Regions from separate parts of the Drosophila melanogaster genome. Here region 2 is linked to region 1. Evidence: chromatin contacts called from public Hi-C data. All regions are on one chromosome and are shown on one strand. The core of a region is the stretch at or near the end of the contact, and the rest is flanking DNA. Distances in the headings are between cores, read along the strand shown.

Region 1 (4,253 bases), core at 1,046-3,545:
CCTCCGGCTCGAGGCCGATGTAGAATCGTTCGTCCTTGATGACGCGCTATTGGGATGATAAAGAACGGAAAAACAGGATTAGCAAGGGGCAGTAGTAAATATAGATAGTATAAAAGGAGAACTGGAAAACCAAGGATAAATCGCAGGAATCTAGAACAAGTGAATGGCAATGGAAATTAAATAACCAGAGCAAATGGGCAAGCAAATCCGGAATTATTGATTACCATGTTGTTAACCAGTCATAAACAAAAGTCACATCCGACCCCGGAGGACACTCAGCAATTAGTCGATTCCGCCCGTTGCCCACCAATGCCCCAATGGCGCACATATGCCAAATGCTATACGCCCATATGCCACATGCCACATGCCATCTCCCATGTCCCAAATCCCATTGCCCGTGTCTTTTGTTCGGTGAGCAGTGTGTGCATATGGAATGATAAATCCGTTTTGTTCGCCGGAAGTTCCGGCCGGAAAATGTGTGTCAGTGGTTGTTATGGCCATTGTTAGCCCACAGTCCCATTACCATTTTCCCAGTTTACTGCCCCTTCCGATAATCGCCGTTTCCGGACGGTGCACTTACATGGAGGCCGTTGAGTCCCATCGTGATGAACTTGGGTCGCTTTGTGTCCAGCGCCATCTGCAGAGCGGTAAAGCAAACGGAGCGCAGCTCGTGCGACGGATCTCGGTGGATTCCATGCTGGCGGTACAGCTTATCTGCAGGGTTAACAAAATTGGGTCATTATTTAGGCGGTATTAGTGACAAGTATGTATGTATGTACATATGTATATGAAAAAATAATGTCTTTATCAACTGCAAATCGTAAATTGTAATATCTTCTGCTCTTAATAGCGCGAGCAAAAAGTTACATTCCTATTCGGTGGCAAATCGGCGCGATTAACGTTTATCGCCTTGGGCACACAAGTATGTGTATGTAGCTACTGCATGCAGTAAAATCTGTCCCGATAAGCGAACGGAAACGGTGCGGGGAGTTCCACGCTCCACCATCCGCAAATCGTTGCCTACTTTCCTGCATCGCTGACCGCGAAATCTCCCACACATCGTTACCTACTTTCCTGCAACACCACGCAGGAAAACACAATAAGAGGCTACAAAACCGAGCTTTCGAAGAAATCTAAATAATATTCTGTTATCCCCTTTATGTGAAAATATATACAATAATTTTATCACCATAATAAATTTACGATTTTCAATTTATAATGCACTTATTATTAATATAACAACTTATAGATGTAATGTAATGAAAATCCAAATCTTTGCCGAAACTTAAGTGCCGTGCTGAAGAGGTGAAGGGCATTGCACAAAGGAAGTGGCAACTAACGGTAAACAACAAACATTGGCGGGCAAGGGAAAGCGAGAAAGGAAGTTAGAAAATGGCAATAATCTCGTTCGTTCTCTCGCTCTCTGCCTCTCTCTTTCTTTCCCACTTTCACCGTGCTAACTGCAAACGGAGTTCACACATATTGCAAAAAGGAAAAGAGCAAGAAAACTCACCGTAAGCGATTTGCGCCGTTTGCCGCAGCGCATTGTGTTTAGTGCCCGTTGACTCCTTGATAATGAGCAAAAAGAGGTCCTCCATATTGCCCGTCTCTTTCTAAGCCTCTCTGTAGTTGTGTGCGTTTGTGTGGGCCAAATGTCGCTCTGGTGGTGTGCGTGCGTTTATGTCGCTGCTTCAGGCGATTCCGCTTGCTGTGGTTGTTGCTTCGCCCTTGCACGCCATCATTGGTAGTAACAACAACAACAACTCAATTAGCGCCTAAAAAATTGGTAGTAAAATCAATACAAACGAAGATAATAACAATAGAGCAACGGTGAAGAATGATTGTATACATATGTTATGTTGCCGCCATATGTATGCACACACATACACATACGCACTGGCACTTACACACATAACGGAAAGTTTCAATGTGGCGTTTTCGCGTCACGTCACTTTTGCACTTCTCAAAAACTTGTGCACACTCATTGCAATTGTGCACCTTCGAAAAGTTCAAACAGTGTGTATCCGTTTTCCTTGAAAAACTTTTCCTACTTTCACACATACACACACACGAACACATGTACAGGCGAACAATGCACCAGGCAATTGCAACGGTACTTCTTTTATAAATTAAATCCATATGTCAGGCGATATCCACTGCCCCACAAGCACTTTCCACAGCGATTACTCATCTGAAATTACCATTTCTTGCAATGGAAAAGGTCCATAGTCCTTGGTAACGGTATCCAGCCACCACTTGTGGTTTTTCCCTATGTTTTCCACCGTTATTCCGAACTTTACTTTCTGTTTTTTTTTTCGTTTTTCTTCTTGCCTTTCCGGGGAAATATGCACTGCACTTGCCGTTGGATGCGTCAAATGCTGTGTGACGCGAAAGGAAAGCACTTTCTCCATTTACGGCGGAGTGCGCCGTACCGTTATCATTGCGCATGCCTGCCAGTCAGCTGTTCGATTGTACCGTTTATCGGTCAGCTGAAAGTTTGGAAAAACCAGGGCGGCGGGCACAGTTTGAAAGAAGAGCATTACGCCCCATGAAAAACCTATGTAGTTTCTATACCTCAAGCCGCATACCCAATTGCATATAGAATGGGAAAACTTCACACTCCTATTTTACGTGCGGCAGTAAAAGACGCCACAAAGTATGCTATGTTATTCAAGAGTTTGCTATGGTTTTACAATAGATACCCATACAAAAATTACTTAGTTCCACGTATTGCGAAGCTTTATTTCAATAATTTTGAAGTAAAACTACTAAAAATTATAATATTACAAATAATAAATTGTGTACATTTAGTTATAAGCTCTTTTTTGTATACAATCTTTTCGTGTATTCACAAGTGCCCGGATATCAACTATAACCTTGAAATGTTTGTATGAGTTGTTCGCAGCCCTGGCAAACTTTAAGCTACAGGCCTTGTTTCGTTGCTCTTTAGACTAATCAATAAACAAAAGGAGTCACAGTTATTCAGTCACTCTTAAAATAAGAGCTAACAGAATGAAGACCGCCAAACAGAAGACTCAATGTTCAGTCATACCTGCCGAATCCGATTAAAATGCTCAAATTTAGATCCACTGGACACCTTTCACCTGGACCACTGGTCTCCACAGGTGGTTGGTTTTCTTTTTCAGTACTCTCTCTTTCAATCCCTCTCTGCTCGCTTGAAATGCCATTAATTATATTTCGCAATGTTTTAAATAGTTTAACTGACAGAGTAAAATTAGTAGAAAAAAATAATAATCAGGACTCAGTTGCGTATATCAAAAACCATTCTTTGCTCTCATGACATAGAAGACTAAAAAGTGCAAGTGCAGATTCCTATTTCGCCTACTTCACGGGCTTCGACTTCCACAGGCCGTCGTTGAGGAAGTGGTACGTCTCGATACCGATGCCTTTGTTCTTCGCCAGACTGTGGAAAAGTCAAGAGAAAAGAAAGATGTTCATGGTTTATTCAAATTTAAAAAATATGCACACGGCTCAGCAAATTGGTAACATTGTCCATTTATGATTATTCTTTCACAATTTGATTTTTCCAAGCTCAAGAATATTTCAAAGTTACAAAGCTTTACCATATTTAACCTAGCAACAAACTACTACGTTTGTATTATAAAACAATGTCAAAGACGAACATTTAAACACATTTAAGTAAACTAAATGCAAGCATATAAATTAATATTCTTAGATATTAACTACTAAAGAAGTGGTAGAAGCACACTTACATTTCCTGTGTGGATAACGTGAGGAGTCCAACGGCCAGGGCGTGCTCCTTGCCCTCAGCCATGATGGCCACCACGGTGTCCTTGTCGGCCGGCGTCATACAGGCGCCTGGCGATGTGAGGCCGGGACACATGACGTTCGCTCCGCTCAGGACGAAGCGGATGGCGCCTTTGTCCACTTGCTGCATGGTCACGAAGTAGGGGAACTTGTGCAGGAGGCGCAGGGTAGGCATCCAGGGGCCATCGCGGTGGCGAAAGAACACCTGGTCGCCGGCTCCGTTTAGCAGCAGTTCGATGTGGTCATGGCTGGTGGAGGAGTAGGGATCGGGAATATGAATGGAGTTATGTGCTGTGGCAAGAACTGAGCCATCCTACCACTTGGCGATGCGGTACGAGTCCTTCTTGGGCAGGATCAGGTCGATGTGACTCTCCAACTTGGGATAGGCCTCCAGCAACTTGGCACGTATGCCCTTCTGCACAGACGACTTCAGCTGCTGAATGCTGGAAATGCTGTCCTTCTCT
Region 2 (4,253 bases), core at 1,257-3,756, 300 kb before region 1:
AAACTATGTTGGCCTAAAATGTAGACTATTTCATTTATTATGAATATATCTACTATTTACCAAGAAGTTAAGACAGATTGACAAAATTTCCATTTGTAAAAATAGTTGTAAACATGTAAGCGCTGTTTTTTATGTGTAAGCGAGACAACAACAAGTCTGGTGTGCGGTCAAGAGGGGCTAACAAGTGGGGGGAGGGGATCACTGACCCCGCGTTGAAGCCAAGGCCAAAACGTTGTAATATTCATTTTCACCTGGGCAATTATATTTGCACTCAAAACCTGCACTTTGACTGTAATGGCAAACAATGAAAACGCCGGAAAGTGTCCAATGGAAATTGAAGCAGGACGGAAATCGATAAATGTCGCTAATCGAAGGCTGGATACGGGTGAATGTCCTTGACACGGGCCAAAAGGCAAGTCGCAGGGGTCACGGGACCAAAGCCGGCTTACATTTTCCCCCCCGGTTCAGAATTTTTGGCTACGTGCTGGCTCACACGTTTCAAAAAATCGAAAAAAAAAACGCGAGAAGGAGAGTGGAAAAGTGGTGGGGATGATGGGGTAAGAATTTAGAAGAGAGAGGAAACCGGATAACAGGATTGGCATGGGAGTGGTTGAAACAGTTTCTTATGGGGTGTATTGTATCCATACATGCGGAACTTCAGAACTTATTTACTCACTTTCAAGCGATGATGTGGTATAAGTATTTATTATTTTTTTTTAAAAAGACGTTTTTAAAGACGTGCTCGTCTGCCTTTAAATAGCACAGTGAGTGAGCGTATGCTTAGGCATCTCTACTTTTTATAGAGGATCCCATTCAGCGGCTTATCTACAGTTCTTATCGGCTGCAAAAGCTGCAATATAGTCATACAAAATTTATGTTCCACACAAGACGGCCCGTCCCACACGATCGGCAATCAGTGGTGTTTTGACCTTTTTAAACTAATGCACTGGTCGATTTTACACTGTAAAACCAAAAAGCTTGCTAAATTCATTTAGTTACACAACTTTTTGTCAATTTATAGTGGATAATCAAATGAATGCACAGGTAAATGAAGCTCATACTAAAACATGCACTTTTGACATGCAATAATTAAATAACTGTGATGGGCTTGAACTTTGCAAAAGGGCTGGGTAGGGAAGCCCCCTTCCTGGCCACCCACTCTACGCATATGGCGAGAGAGAGGGAGAGAGAGAGCGAGAGCAGGGCGTAGAGTAAATGTCACTGCGCTCGAGAGAGCGCGAGAGAGGCGAACTTTGACTAGGTCAGGATAACGGGTCCTTTTCGCGTCCTTCTCCTCGCCCTGCTCATTCGCGTTGTTTAATCGATGAGCAGAGCGAAAGCTGTGCCCTTTGCCACCGGCCACACCCCCTGCAACGCCCCCCGTAATCCTTGCTCTCTTTCGCCGTCCCTTTCTAGCGAGATTTTGGGAATTTTCCACTGACAATGCAGATGGGCGTTTTTATTTTGTTCGTTCTTGGCCGGTTTGTTCAATTGAGAACATTAATTCGATTCCTGATTGAGTCACATTAATTTCGATGGAGGGAACAAGAAAAGAAAAGAGGCGCGTGACTGTGGCTTTTCTTATTGAAATGATTAATCTTAGTCTGGAAAAGATTAAGCAGAGAAGCGAGCTCAAGAAACACAAGAAACATAACATTTGAGCAAATGTGCACATATTTATGTATTTTATATTAATATAAAATACTTTTTTTTTATAAATATGCTCATAGAATGCATATTCTATGTAAATCGTATTTAATTGACTAGTTATTGCACGGTACAGCTTAAAGGATTCTTTACTCACGACTCGTACGTTATGTATTATCCTCGTTGGTTACACTTAAGTGCGCTTATCTCGTTTTCCACTTTGCGTCCGTTTTGCTGTCGTCAGTTTGTCGCTAATTCCCGTTGACAGTTGTCGGCCACGCTAACAAACAAAAAAAAACAGTGAATAAATAAAAACGAATGTCAACTCACCCCTGACCCCTGGCATCAGGATAAGCCCCGCTAGTTGGTCCTCTGGGCCAGATGCGGTGACGTCAATGGAATTCGGGTTAGGCAACATCACCTTGATCTTGGGCTAAACAACAGATCGGGGTAAACAATGGGGGCTGCCAAAAGATTAAAACACGCGAAACGTAAACAACGACTATCAACGCAGGGGGCAACTGTACTTGTTGTTGGAACATTTTCATGAGAACTCCTTGATCCTTCAACTTTTCCATTCATATTTTTCATTATGCTATACAAAAAACTGAAACAAATTGTTATCGGTCAAAGGGTAATCAAAGCATTGAGTAATGCAAATTCATAATAGAAAAATTCTCACTGTTACACTCTTCAATTAGATAATCACTGAACTGACCAACCGCAAAAACTGAAACCACGTAATCAAATTACTCTGTGCTTGGTGGCGGGAACGGGGTAACCAGGGGTTAATCAGCACAACACACACATTGCTGGCGTCATTGTATCGCGCTTATAAGAGGAACGAACTGGAAATTGTTCAATAAATGTTCAATTCAGCATCACGTTGAATGCGGCACGCGAGTTAAGTCCGTGATCGAGGGTGGAGCCTTTTGTGAAGATATGATGTGTAAATGTATGAAGGTTTTTAAGTTTCAGCAGATAGTTGTAGTGTGAAGATTTCCAATAAAGAATACGACTGACTTTCTTGAAGTTCAAAATCAGTATGAAGTTTATTGTCAGAGAGTGGCTACTCGAGTCCTCCGTTTTCGTCTTATACATAAGTACATAGGTTCTTAATTGTAAGCATAATGAACATGCCGACTCGGCATGTGGCTGGCTAGCTGGGGACAATGTTGCAGTGCGACTTTTGTGTAATGTCAGCATTCGGCCGGAATGTCAGCATTCGGCCGGATGCGGTGTTCCAGTTGCCGTCTTCCCGGTTGAGTGTCCGATGATTTGTTTAGAGGCGTGGGGGTTTAGGGGGTGGGGTGGTAACTCCTCCCCCCCCAGTTCGAAGTGACGGCCATAGCGAAGGTATGGATGACGCGTAGATTGGTACGTGATGATCCTCGTGGATGTGGACGATGTGTTTCGTTCGTCGGTGCAGCCATAAGATGACTGCTAGGAACGTTACCAATCCGAGCAGAGTGTAGAGTGTCCAGGTGTGCTGTATAGTATTGTGATGGACGGCCAGGATTTTATCCATTGTTTGGGTGGCTTCGAGGTGCAGTTTTTCTAGGCTTAGTACCGTAATAGTGGTATTCCTAGTTACTTTTCGCATGGGGGGAAGATCAAAATCCGTCTGTTCAGGGAACGTGTCAACCGTGCCGTCGTAATCGATACCGTTAATCTGTATTGTTTCGTTAATGTATCTGATGATGGCTGACCCCATTATTGAGAGCTCGGAGCCGTTTGTTAGGGATACCTTCAGTTTGTTCACGTTGAATGCGAAGATGTAACCTCTCTCTGCCTCGAACACGTCGGTGATGGGGCCGGTTTCCCGTACATCGCAGGAACTGTTTTCTCCGTTCAAAAGGTGTTCCAGGCATGTGTTGTTCTGTGGTGTATCAACGTAGAAGTTCTCGTCGCACAAGAATGTATTATCCAGTTTGGGGCATTTACGGGTCATATGAAATTTCTTATTATTAATATTATAAGCTAGGTAATTTGGGGTTATTACAAAATATGTGTTATTTATTGGTAATGGAACTAGTCTGGCGAGGGTATGAAAAGGTTGTTTAAAAATTGGGACTTTGATATTAAAAATAATCTTTTGTTCGTAATTTAGTGTATTCATTTGTAGGAAATTGTATATACTTTGTTCATTTTTGACTGTGATATTTTGTTTTTCCAGTATTGTTTTTATTTTATCCATTTCTTGTTCATTTAGGATGAACTTGGGAATTATATTTATTTTCGCCAATAGCATACTTTCTGTTATGTCGTTTAGGTGGTTAATGAATAATTCTATGTTATAATTAATCCTATTTAAATATTGTATTTCTTCCAGAAGGGTATCTTGTAAGTTTAAGTGTTTGTATATTTTGTTTTGTGAGGTATCAAAGAATTTACTTATCAAAATTTGTTCATTATTTATATGGTCCGTGATATTTTCGAACCGGATAAGTATTTCGTTGTTAAACATTACTTGTTTTTGGAGATTGTCGTTACTGACTTCGGAATTTTTCTTTATATTGTCAAGTTCTTCATGTATTTCTTTATTGTCGTTGGCATCCATGTTGCCGGTAACCACCTTTACTAGACTCCCCAATCCGTTAATCAAA

Evidence for each region. A called contact is a pair of places that touch in the nucleus more often than the background predicts.
Region 2: a Hi-C map of the Kc167 cell line shows a contact between it and region 1, with 2.6 times the contacts expected there. The contact joins the promoter of CG3842 here to the promoter of CG5937 in region 1. A contact is called at or near these places in 5 of 107 Hi-C or Micro-C datasets (the Kc167 cell line, the S2 cell line, cellular blastoderm embryo and 1 more).

Annotation. Positions count from the first base shown.
Region 1 is chrX:6,038,047-6,042,299 of dm6, reverse strand. CG5937 reads right to left here and starts at 2,295. Exons shown (of 9, transcript NM_132061.3): 1 at 2,202-2,295; 2 at 1,514-1,775; 3 at 581-714; 4 at 1-46. The coding sequence starts at 1,598. MCTS1 (Malignant T cell amplified sequence 1) reads right to left here. Exons shown (of 4, transcript NM_132060.4): 2 at 4,107-4,253; 3 at 3,735-4,037; 4 at 2,724-3,424. The coding sequence ends at 3,343.
Region 2 is chrX:6,336,015-6,340,267 of dm6, reverse strand. CG3842 reads right to left here and starts at 2,506. Exons shown (of 3, transcript NM_001272342.2): 1 at 1,805-2,506.